Regions from separate parts of the Mus musculus genome. Here all the other regions are linked to region 3. A link is a contact called in public HiChIP or PLAC-seq data. All regions are on one chromosome and are shown on one strand. The core of a region is the stretch at or near the end of the contact, and the rest is flanking DNA. Distances in the headings are between cores, read along the strand shown.

Region 1 (3,667 bases), core at 110-2,609, 620 kb after region 3:
TCTAAGACTTGTAAACCCTCCCGCCCTCCATACATACACACATCTCTCAGTGATCTCCCCTTCTTCCCACTAGGGCTCACTAGATACACCTTCCTCCAAAAGCACTCCTGCCTGCCATGGCCACGTGAGGCCCTATCTGCTCCTTTGATACCCATCACAGCCTCTTTGTGACCCACAGAGTCCAGCATATAGTCAGAGCTCGGGACATAGCTACTGAGGAATAGATGCGATATGGTTTGGATGTGAAATACAGCTCCACCCCCACCCCCACCCCCACCCCCACCCCCACCCCCATCGCTCCACCCCACTTGCACACCAGCCTGCGTGTTTGAACACTTCATCCTCCAATGGTGACACTGCTTGGGAGGTTGTGGAACCTTCTGAATGTGGGGCCTGGCAGTCATGAGGCCCTGGAGGTGGGACTTGAGGATTATAGTCCACTCCACCACTGGTCCAGGCTGTCTGCACTTCCTGATCCACAAAGACATGGAAGAGCTAGCAGCCTCACGCTCTTCTCTGTGCTTTCCCACCATGGTGGACTATGCCCTCTGTTGTTTAAACTGTGAGCTAGAATGAACCCTTTCTTTCTTAGGTTGCTTCTGCCTGGTATTTTGTTACGGCAAACAAGAATAGTAACTAATAGAGATGAACAAGCAAAGCCATGACCACAGGCTGAGCCCCTAGGGCCGTATTGTTTCTATGCCTGTACCGTTAATATCTGTTATGGGCTCCTAGCTCAGGATAAATAGCTCAGTACAGTGGCCAGGGAGCAGGGCAAGTGATTCTTGTAGGAATAGATCCATCTAATAGTGTGTGCTAGAAGGCCTAAGTTGGGCTTAAGTTGGGCTCAGTGCAACGAGAGGTGAGTCTACTTTGCCTCAGAGATCACGGGCAAAGTTCTGAGGCAAAACTCACAGGCTGATGGATAGCAAAGAAAAAACAGGGAGAAGGGATTCCAGCAGGGAGACCTGAGAAAGGCTGGGTGGTACAGGAGAACCTTCCCGCTTGGAGGATTGTCCTAGGGAGCTGATGGACCAAGTGCTTTGCTTCCTGCTCAGAAACTATGCCACCATGCTATCCTTTTCACTCTGAGATCTTTAAGCCCTGGAAGACATGCAGATCATGGGAAAGGGGAAACTGAGGCACTCAAGCTAGGCCAAGTCCCTTGGCAGCTCTAGCCTGAACAGCTGCCCAATGAAACCAGCCTTCCTTCCTCCCTCAAGGGCTCCCTGCCCCCTCAGACAGTGGGCTCTTAGTGCCCAGGCCAGGAGGAGAAAGAAAACAGCAGCCATTCAAAGAGGCTCCATTGTTCACCAGCAAATGACTCACATGGGAACGCTCCCTCCCTGTGTGACAGGCCTCTTCCTCAGCATGCTGTTCCTGGTGACTCTCACAGGCTAAAACATAAACCCTGCCCTCTGCCCGCACCTCCCTCCGGTTCTCAGAATGTATGCACGATACTCGGCCATCGGCTTCTCCCCAGCTGGGGGGAGGGGAGAAGAAGACCAGACTGGCATAAGTTCCTCCGAGTTGGACAGATACAAGGGTCTTGATTCTCTGTAACACTCAGGGAGGGGGCGGATGAGAAACACTATTCCATATGTGCAGTGTGTTGGCTTTTTATTGCTGGCATAGTGCGGGCATAGGGGTCAGGCAGAGTACTGGCTTCTAGCTAAGCCAGCTCCCACTATCCAAACAGGAGTCTGCATTGGGTGCCAAGGAGGACCCAGAGCTGGGATGCACGGGGCAAGGACACAAGCAGGGGGCACAGCTTTGACGAGAACAGTTTCATCTATTTCCAACGCCCGGTGACTTTGGCCTTCCCACGAGTTTTGGAGCTACAGGAGAAACAGGAACCCATCAGATGGGGGATGGGGTAGCAGTTCTCAATGGGACAGCGGGCAGGGGAGGGGAGATAAGGGTTGAGATGAGCATTCTGGAGCAGGGGTGGAATACAACAACCACCTTGGACCCCCTATCCCACCCTGCACTGGGTGCTGTGCCCAAGGCTGAAAGAAGGAAGCTGTGACTCAAAGAGAGGAGAAAGCTGGGGTCAGAACCCTGACAACAGGATGGGGAGAGGGGAGGTGGGATGCATCGTGCTAAGAGAAGGGCCAGAGACACTCACACTTTCTGGTTGTCATTGATCCGGTTTCGCAGAACGTTGATCTGGGGGCGGGGGAGGGGAAGCAGGGAAGATAAATTATAAAGTTGGGGCTCATTCAAGGAGGCCTGGGAGGAGGGAGGGGGCTCAGTGTCGAAGCAAGGGTACAAACAGGGTGGAGGGAAGTATGAGAACACGGTTGGAGACGGACCAGTGCATGGATTGCATGGGGACAGGGAAAAGGGGCCTGAGGGTCAGCGGTAGCAGGGACTAGGTCAAACCAGGAGCATGGCCGGATAGACACAGTGAGCAGCTCACTTCGTATTTCTGCTGCTTGAACTTTTCCTGCAGGTCGAACTTCTCAGCCTCCAGGTTGTGAATACTCTGCCACAGCTCCTTGGCCTTCTCTCTGCAGGAGCCACAATGGAAGCGAGGTGAGGAGCGATGAAGACAGGCGTGGAGTGGCCTTGGCTGGCTTTCACCCTGGTCCTAACTCAGCCTTCACGGGCCCCAGCCTGTCCTTGCACAGTTAGGTCTGCAAAGGGTGCCCACCTCCAGCCTGTGCTCTGGACCTGACCATTCTGGAATTCTGGCTCCTAGCTACTGTGCCCAGGGTTCAGGGACAGACACCAAGGGCTGCCACAACAGAGAGCTGGAAGTTGAGGAGAAGCCCTCTTGGTACAACAGAGCATCTAGATCTGCTTTTCCACCTCCCATGTGGATGTGGCCAAGCAGGAGCTCAGATAAGAAAAGGGCCTGCTTAGTTCTCTTTCCCTGTCGCCAAAGTTCACAGGGAGGCCTGACCTGCTGAGGCCTGGTGCCAGCACTGGAGCCTGGGCAAATGTGTGAGGGAGTGCCTCCCTCTGGCGGTTTACAGTGAGAAGTGCCTTCCATCTCACTCAGGAAGAGTGCCAGGGGCCACCCAACCAACTGTCCCCACCTCAGTTGGTCTTCATTCAGGTGGTCGATGGCCAGCGCCTTCCTCCTCTCTGCCAGGATCTTCTTCTTCTTCTCTCTCTCTGTCTGTCTCTTCCCACTCTTCCGCTCTGTCTGAAGGGGATGGTGAGCAGGGACACTTGGCTAGAGATGGTTCCTCCCCGTCCCCTGACCCTCCCAATACCCTGGGGAGTAGGGCCAGATCTGCAGAAAACTGGGTTCCTCCCCTATTGCTTTAGCAGCATGACACATCATTAGCTTCTGGATCCCGGCCCCCGAGAAAATGAGGCAGGGTCAAGGAAGGGGCCTAGGTGCCTTACCAGACCCTTCTCCAGACTCCTTCCTCCCACAACTCCTCCTCGAACAAGGTGTGCTCCCTCCCAGGGGGCTCTCTAAAGCTACAGTGAGGAGGAAGAGGACTGGAGGTTTGTACCCACCTGAGCTTGCTAAACCAGGAAACCATGAGAGAAAGACCCAGAGAGAAAGACCAAGACCGCCACAGAGATATGGAGAGGAGCAGGATGGGAGACAGGAAGACAGTAAGAAGGTGATTCACTGCTCAGCAGAGACTACCTGCTATGCCAAGCATAGGTCTGGGGCTTAGGACCGTGTGGTTTGGATTGCGTT
Region 2 (3,765 bases), core at 860-3,359, 700 kb after region 3:
TAAACTATACTGTTTGGGAAATGATTGACAAGAAAAAAAAAAGGTCTGTGAGTGTTAGGGAAACATTTTTTCCCCCAAGTATTTTTTGACCAGGGATTGACTGGAGAAATGGACAGAAGGCTGATGACATGCTGTGGTCAGTGGAAGCTGCTTCCTCCAGCCCCTCTCTGCGTCCTAAGGGATCATGGTGGACCCATTCTTAGCCCAGAGGGTTTGCTTTACAGCTTCTCTATGGGGGGGGGGGCAGCAAACCAGAGTCTCAAAGGGGCTGGAACACCAGATAATCCCTAGGCTCAGTTGACCTCTGTTTGCTGGAGATGGAAGAGGAGATGGATGAGGTACTTTGGGTGGTGTAGCTGGGTTCAGAGGGACCAAAGCTTCCGTTGGAGAAGTTAAGGGCAGAATTATATAAACCCCAGCTCTGATTCCCATGAGGAGGGAGTAGTATCTGGGGAAGAGGGCACACGGCTAAATGCCATGGCTTCTAGGTTCTATTCTTGGTCCCTCCCTTGAGCCATTCTAACCACAAACCAACCCCCCCACCCCCCACCTTCTGCCTTTAGGAGGATTAAGACATCATGAATAGAGATGCATGGCCCCATCCTGTTCTCAGCCACCCATCCCTCTTCTAGCTTCTCCTCCTCTGGCCCAGCATGCCTTTGGCCAGCACTCATGGATAGGCCAGGCCTATCATCCCTGCAATGATGTCCCGGCCACATCTCACATTCCACATCTCACACTCCTTTATGCTCCCACACCTCAGCCCTGGAGCCCCAGATCCATTATCAAGAATGAGTTTTTGAAGCCATTGGCTCAGCCCAGCCTTCCACTGAGGCCCCACGTAGGGACCTAAGACAGCATGGTTTTGTTCGCAAGCCCTTATAACTCCTTCGATAACTACACCGTAGTGAGTTGTCATCGCAGTTCAACACTTACATTCTCCAGCATGCATTCATTCTGGAAGACAGTCATACAACGCAGGAGTCCTATGGTGAGTGAACCAATCTCTGAGGAGGCCTATCCCACCCGTGCTCTCTCTCCGTGCTCCCACCCATCTTCCTCTCCGACACTTGGGTTACATTAAGGACCCTCCTGCCTGGTGCCCTAGGGAAAGGGCCTGCTCTGCTCACTTGGCAAAAGGCCCGGCTTCCAAAAACACATTCTCTTCGGATCTACGCTCTGTTGGTCCCAACAACCTTCTCTGGGATCGTCCAGCTTTGGGATAGAAATCAAAGCCCCTGGTTTTCTATAGAGAGCAGAGGAGGAAGAAGAGAGAGGATTCAGTGCTCTGGGACTCACCTGACATGTCTTCTGGGCACGGAGATGGGAGAGGGGGGGCATGTCGATAAAATGATACGCCTCATGGTTTAGGACACAAGGGTCCCAGTCCCAAGACTCTGCCGGGCCCGCACAGTCTGGATGGCCTGTTGATTCTTGAACTTGACCAGGCCCAGGGTGATCTGAGCGTTCCAGCCAGGGTCTTCGAGGGGGCAGCGGAAGTCGATCTCGCCCCCGCCTTCGGTCACTAGCGTGAAGTAGATGTGGCGCCCGGTGCTCTCTACGCACTCCACGGCTTTGATGCGGGCGAAGCTGAGCTCCTTGGGCCGGCCGCCCGTGCCCTTGGCCTCGAAGAGCTGCAGCCCGCGCTCGGTGAGCACGCAGCGCTTCCGCTTCCACAGCTGCAGCAGCCCGCCGCTGCGCTTCTCCAGCACGCCCTCCTTCAGCACGGTCGCCGCCGCCGTCATGGGCACCCCGAGGTTCCCACAGCTCTGGAGGCTGCGGCGATCCCGGCTGTCCCGGCTCTACAGCGCCGGCTTCTCGCGCCCTGGAGCTGGTTGGCCTTGCTCCCTGTGCGGTCGAGCCTGCGGCCCGGGCCGCCTCGCAGACAGCGGGTACCGGGAGGCTCGTGCGATGCTACTCTCTCGCCGCCGGCTTGGAACCCTGCGCGCCGCTTCGACCTCCCCGAGCCTCTACCCGGTGCCCTGCGCCTCGCCGCCCGCACGCCCGCTCCCCTGCGCTCCGTCTGCGAGCTGGGCGGCTGCTGGCGGGATGTGCCCTTACATGTTCCACCGCTCGCCTCCTGCGCCGCCCGCCGCGCATTCCTGCCCCGCTGGCCCTCCCCTCTGCGCCGCGCACCCGCCCGGACAGGGCCCCGGGGGGCGGGGCTGCAGTGGGGCTCCAACACCCATCAGCAGCGCGGGCCCGGGAGGGGGCTGCTTTCTCAATAGCCTGCGGGCTGCCCCTTCTTAAAACACCGCTCCGAGCCCCTCACCCGACCCCCAGCCTCAACCGTTCACCCCGGCCTCACACCCGGGGCATAGCAGAAGGAGAAAGAGGAGAAGTGGGGGAGGGCCGAGGATCCTCTCCTAGAGGAGCCAGGTCATTGCTGGCCTGGGGTGGGGCCGGCTTGACGATAACGCAGTGGCACCATGGCAGGGTGGGTGTCAAATACCCGCTGCTTCTCAGAGCACGAGAGTTCTGGTCGCCCAGCCTCTGCCAAAAGCTAGTGTTGGGTCTGTCCACCATCATCAGCAGATGTCTCTCTGCTGGGCTCAAGGGAGGCTGGCCACAGATCTGACAACCTACTCTCCCACCTTTCCCTGCCTCTACTTAGGTAGGCGTTAGAAAATAGTGTGTATAAAGTGGGGAGAGAGAAATCCTGATGGATCAATGGGAAGTAGACACACGTGCTGTGGGTGTGGGGTTGTCTCACAGAGCATTGACTTGGAGCCCAACCATGCCTACTGCAGTTAGCCCTCAGCCTTGTGGCTTCTCTGCAGAGTCCACAGCAGAGAATGGGCTTCTCCTGGGACACTATGCTGAAGGGAGACAGGCTTTTCTCAGTTGACTTCAAACCTCTCCTACCTGGCCAATGGCTCTAACCTTATTCCATACTTTCATGTATCAAATGGGATAACTAATCCATTCTGATCTGGTAGGATTGTTGCGAAGAGCAACTTAGTGACCATTCGTGAAGACCCGGGACAGATCTGCCAACTCAGTTATTTCTCTCTTCCTACTATGTCTTCCATCATATAAGGTCAGAAGCCGGAGAAAGATGTCTCTCCTAGGACCTCCCTCATCTGGCCCTCTTGGTCAACCCCTCCAGGCCAAAGTTTCTTAAACACCTACTCATGGACATGTTAATCGTAAAGGTTCTGGGACTAATGATAAATAATTAGTCAGAAAGAAGACCTCTTTGTACTCACACCTCCTGTTTTGGTCCTCGGTGTCGAAAAACTAACGGGCACAGGGAGGATTCTGTTGTGAGCCGGGGGTATCCTCCCCTGCAGAACCAAGCCAGCTGTGGAGAGAAAGAGTCATCAGTTTCCCATCCAGAGCCCTGTCTGTCCCTCCCTCTGACCTTCTCCCTGTCCCTCAGCTCCCAACTCCCACAATGCCACTCCAGGAGAGAGATTAGACAGTGCCCTTAGGGACTTGTCGGCCAGCCACTATGGTGTGGCTTTCCCCTCAGCCTTCTTCTAGGGACTGCTGAGTTGACCAACCTGGCAGAATCCTGCCTTAACCAACCCTCTCTCCTTTAGGAAATGGGGGTGGGAGTGGGACCGGGAGGAGTGTCTCCATTGAGCCCATCTCTACTGCTTCCTTCTCGTTCACTGATGCTTTCTATAACTACTGGATCATTCTCAAGACAAAATTTACAGAGCCCTCCCCCATGCTTTAAATTCTCATGAGAGATAGGGCATAGTGTTTTGCTCACATTTTCTCATGAGGGAAAAAAAAAACAAGGCAGAGAACTCAAAC
Region 3 (3,953 bases), core at 803-3,302:
AGTCTTATCAATAATCTGTGACTCGCCAACTGCAATCACCTTTAAAGAAATATTCTATGCCTTCAAAATCAAGTGTGCTAAGCCTCTGCATTTATGAGCACTATGTACCAAATGCAGGTGATACGGTTGATGAATGCCATTCTAGAACATTCTCTGGGGAAGCTATGAGCTTGTGTGGCTCTTTGAAAGGAAAGAAGACATTCCCAAGCACTACAAATCAAAGATTTGAGAGGCGATTGCATGAGAGAATGAAATGACTCACTCAGGGCACCTCCCCCTGCCCCTGGCCACATTAGGTCCAGGCCTCACTCTGTAGCTTTGGCTGGCTTGGAACTTGTTTCGCAAACCAGCCTGGCTTCAAATCCAAAGATCCACCTGCCTCCTCCTCCCAAATGCTGGGATTAAAAGTGTGCACAATCCTGCCTGGCTCGGTTTCTAAAAGAGGTATGTGTTTGTGTGTGTATGCCTATATATGGGTATAAAATATAGATTTTAATTTTGTATTCTATTATAAAAATAACCAGTATAACTACAATCAAAGCCTAAACACTGGTGGGCTGAAGATGTGGCTCAATTATATCTACCTACATGGGGTCTTGGGTTCAATTCCCCGTACCAAGAGAAAATGCCAATGACTTTAAAGACACTGGCTTTCTAGAAGCAGAGTCTTACAGACACATAATGACATGGAATTCTCGGCCTGAGAGCTAACACGCCGGACGTACCTTTTGCTGAAAGGCCTCACGCGCACCGCCACGGTCACCTGACTGTTCTCTACTTTTAAGGAGTCTGGCTCTGTAAAGGTCTTCTGAACTAGACTGTTTTCTTCTGGAGGGAGTGTGCTTTCTCGTGAGCTTTCCCTTTTATTTGCAAAAAGAGAACTTTTGGGCCTCGGTTTAACTCGAGGGCTTGCAATCCTGTTTTTCAGTGTGGATAAAGCTGGGCTTTTCGGTGGAGGCAGGTCATGCCTTGGTGTCCATCTGTGTTCTGGGACACATTTTACCGGGGTCCTCGATTCTGAGCTCGCGCTTCTGAATGTACTGCCATGTTTCGGGATGTCCTTCCCATTGTTTTTCGGTGTGGATAAAGCTGGGCTTTTCGGTGGAGGCGGGTCATGCCTTGGTGTCCATCTGTGTTCTAAAACACATTTCACTGGGGTTCTTGTATCTGAGCTTCCAAATGTACCGACTTGTTTAGCAGTGTCCTTGCCAGCATTCCCACGGTGTGAGTTTCTTCCTCCTGACACTGGGGTATCAGACTTGCTCTCGGTCAGTTGCACCACTAAGTGTCCTGATCTCATAGCTTCAGTCTGACGCTGGGAACCCACAGGCGCTCTACTGTTTGTGTCCTTAACTGTCACCTTTTCATTAGAGGCACCAACGGGAGGACCTGGGTCTTTGCATCTCGTCAACCCGGTGTCGTTGGAGTCTTTCACGGAGACGACAGACGACAGGACACGGGTATCATTATTTACACCCTTTGCTTCTGTCCTCGATGCCTGGGAGGCAGAGTCACTTCCTGGGTTACCTCCCACAGGATTCAATGTCTCCCACTTTCCCACATAATCCGCTCTACCGTGCCGCCGTTGTAACCTAAGACTTGTGTCTGCTGTTCTTCTGTTTCCCAACTCACTTCCAAGTAAAGACGACTCTCTGTCCCCACAAGTAGCCCTTCTCTGGAGGCTCAGTCTCCGGGGGTCAGAGGTAACAGGAGTCTCTCTTGTTTTTTTACAGGCAGAGATAACATAAGTGCTATTTATGTCGATGGTTTTACTTCCAGCATTCACGAATGGATCATGATTCTCACACTCTGACATATCTGCCTTCAAGTGCAGTTCCAGCCGGCTGCTGTGGACGAGGCCACTGGATGCTGAAATCTTCTGTGAAGAAGAAACCTCCAGGCTTCCGATGTTGTGTCTGCTATGCGAAGTGTGTACTGACATCTTGGCAGCAAGCGATTTTTAAGAGGATGTGAAGGATCTAAGCCCTTCAGATCCTTGTCGGGGTGCTGGGCATTTTGTTCTTTTCAGTTTCCAACAAAATATCTGGCCGACTACAAAAAATGAAAAATAAAACGGTTACTACAAACTTTAAAAAGAGAGAGATCTTCCTACTACAGAAGCAAACTCTCAGAGGATGCATTGGACTAAACCACTTCCCACTGCACCTCCACACAGCCTCCTACAATCTCCACCCTCGAAGGACTTCACTTGTTATTCAACAAATATCTACTGAGGGTTCCCTTAGGAGCAAGGCACCCACAGACACTGCAGACTTCAAAGACAGGACCTCCCCATCCTTATTTCCTCAGCTTAGAAGGAGCTTACAGGTGACCTTAATCTCAACAAAGTGATTCAAGAAAGGTCAACACCTGTATGTCAGCATACTTTAAGTGCCCCCAGCTTGGAATCATAGCATCTAGTCTGATTAGTCTGCAGCAAAGTAGGTTTCTGAACACTTGTCAATGTATCCTAAATACAAGAATGCCTACAGAGGAGTTTAACACGATGTCACAAAGGAGGCTACTCTTAAGAAAGTACCACAGACATTATACACTACAAACTGCGTGTGTAGCCAGGTGTGATGGTCCGTGCCTGTGATCCCAGCCTTAGAGAGGCCGAGGTGAGAGACTGGAACTTTCAAGGCCAGCCTGACACTGTCACCGATGCCCACACCCCCTCAAGTTAGACAACTACACTATCTGTCACTTCTTCATTATACAACAAACTAGACAGGCATGCGTTTACACACATATAGGTAAATATAGGCCAACAATATCTGCCAGGCATTATCTAAAACAGAACAGTGCAAATGCCACTCTTCGTCATGCTCCTTAAATGGACGTAAACAACTCTTTAAAATTGAATTCCTGAGTCTACCTTACAAAATGTCACTGATTCAAACTATTTGGACATTGTTACAATCAAGGAACAAATTACCAGAAGCTCATTTTTAAAAGTTTGACAAAGAGACATTGTAGGAAGAAAGAAAGAGTTCGAGTATAAGCATCTCCCGCTAAACTTTCAGTGAAAATACAGAACCCTCCCAATATGAGGTGAAATTAGGGACAATATATCTTTGTCTTAGAAACTAAAAGCCATTTGCTCTTTGCATAGATCAACATGATTTTTGTTTGCAGAATTTCGGCCATCAGATCTCCAAGAGGACTGGAAGGAAGACAAGAGAAGTCGGTCACGACCACAGGCCGAGGCTCCTGGCGACTCTGGCAGTCTTGCCAGGCTGTGACAGTGTACCTGGACCCCTCCAGTTCGCCGCTCCACGCTCCGCGGCGCTGTTCTCGGCTTCCGGGTGGACAGAGCGACGCCCCGCGCCCCTTGCCCGGGACCCTCGGACTAAAGGGGACCGAGCCGCACCACCCACCCAAGCACCCCGGCCTGCTGGGCAAACACCGCAACGCTCTCAGCCCACCGGCTCGCTGGGCGAGCAACCTCAGCGCTCTCAGCTCGGAGGCGCTTCCCACTCCTAAGACCTCGACACTCACCATTCCCGGCACAGGCTCCCGTGGCTGCGGCAATTTGAATGCGCGCCTCGCTTCCTGATTGGTCGCTGGGCGTAGCGTCAAGCGCCGCGCCTTCACTCCTCCCCATCCCCGGAAGTGCAGCTTCTACCGCGAGACACACCCCGCCCTATCTCCTAGGTGACGGCCCGCCCCTCCTCTGGGCGGAATTGGAGCTCAGAGCTTGGAGCTGGGCGGTACCACCAAAGGGGCGGGCACTCACCTGAAGGGTTTTCAGGAGAAGCGACAGTGCCTCATCTATCCGATCCTTTACACGACGATCTGTAGGGAATGACCATGTGCCCCCACGTTAATTATAATAACACTCTGGTATTTCATACTCAAGTCGTTACGTGATGTCGTGGACTAAGTGTTCAGATGAATTAAAGTTTTGTTTTTTAATCCTGAATATTTTAATCAAGTATTAATGTTATGCC

The links. HiChIP or PLAC-seq counts read pairs in DNA pulled down with a chosen protein or histone mark.
Region 1: a FOXA1 HiChIP or PLAC-seq map of pancreatic cancer cells shows a contact between it and region 3. The contact joins the enhancer-like site here to the promoter of Kif14 in region 3. A contact is called at or near these places in 1 of 39 promoter capture datasets (hippocampal neurons), 6 of 484 Hi-C or Micro-C datasets (the G1E-ER4 cell line, cerebellum, embryonic fibroblasts and 2 more), 3 of 115 datasets of contacts at active chromatin or transcription factors (extraembryonic endoderm stem cells, pancreatic cancer cells and pro-B cells) and 1 of 9 other capture datasets (embryonic stem cells).
Region 2: a contact with region 3 is called in an H3K27ac HiChIP or PLAC-seq map of embryonic stem cells, with 2.4 times the contacts expected there. The contact joins the promoter of Phlda3 here to the promoter of Kif14 in region 3. A contact is called at or near these places in 2 of 115 datasets of contacts at active chromatin or transcription factors (embryonic stem cells and microglia).

Annotation. Positions count from the first base shown.
Region 1 is chr1:135,850,198-135,853,864 of GRCm38.p6, reverse strand. Tnnt2 (troponin T2, cardiac) reads right to left here. Exons shown (of 15, transcript NM_001130181.2): 11 at 3,478-3,486; 12 at 3,045-3,154; 13 at 2,423-2,513; 14 at 2,129-2,169; 15 at 1,597-1,838. The coding sequence ends at 1,793. Among named protein-coding and RNA genes, the nearest start is that of Tnnt2, 16 kb to the right of the region's middle. Within about 2 kb of position 1,359, at least 88 of the 459 cell types and tissues checked have an H3K27ac peak or open chromatin away from gene starts, as enhancers often do. A contact at or near this core is called in embryonic fibroblasts and pancreatic cancer cells, where this site is marked.
Region 2 is chr1:135,764,429-135,768,193 of GRCm38.p6, reverse strand. It overlaps Phlda3 (pleckstrin homology like domain, family A, member 3), which reads right to left and starts at 2,109. Exons shown (of 2, transcript NM_013750.2): 1 at 1,300-2,109. The coding sequence starts at 1,745. The coding sequence ends at 1,368.
Region 3 is chr1:136,465,947-136,469,899 of GRCm38.p6, reverse strand. Kif14 (kinesin family member 14) reads right to left here and starts at 2,052. Exons shown (of 29, transcript NM_001287179.2): 1 at 726-2,052. The coding sequence starts at 1,942.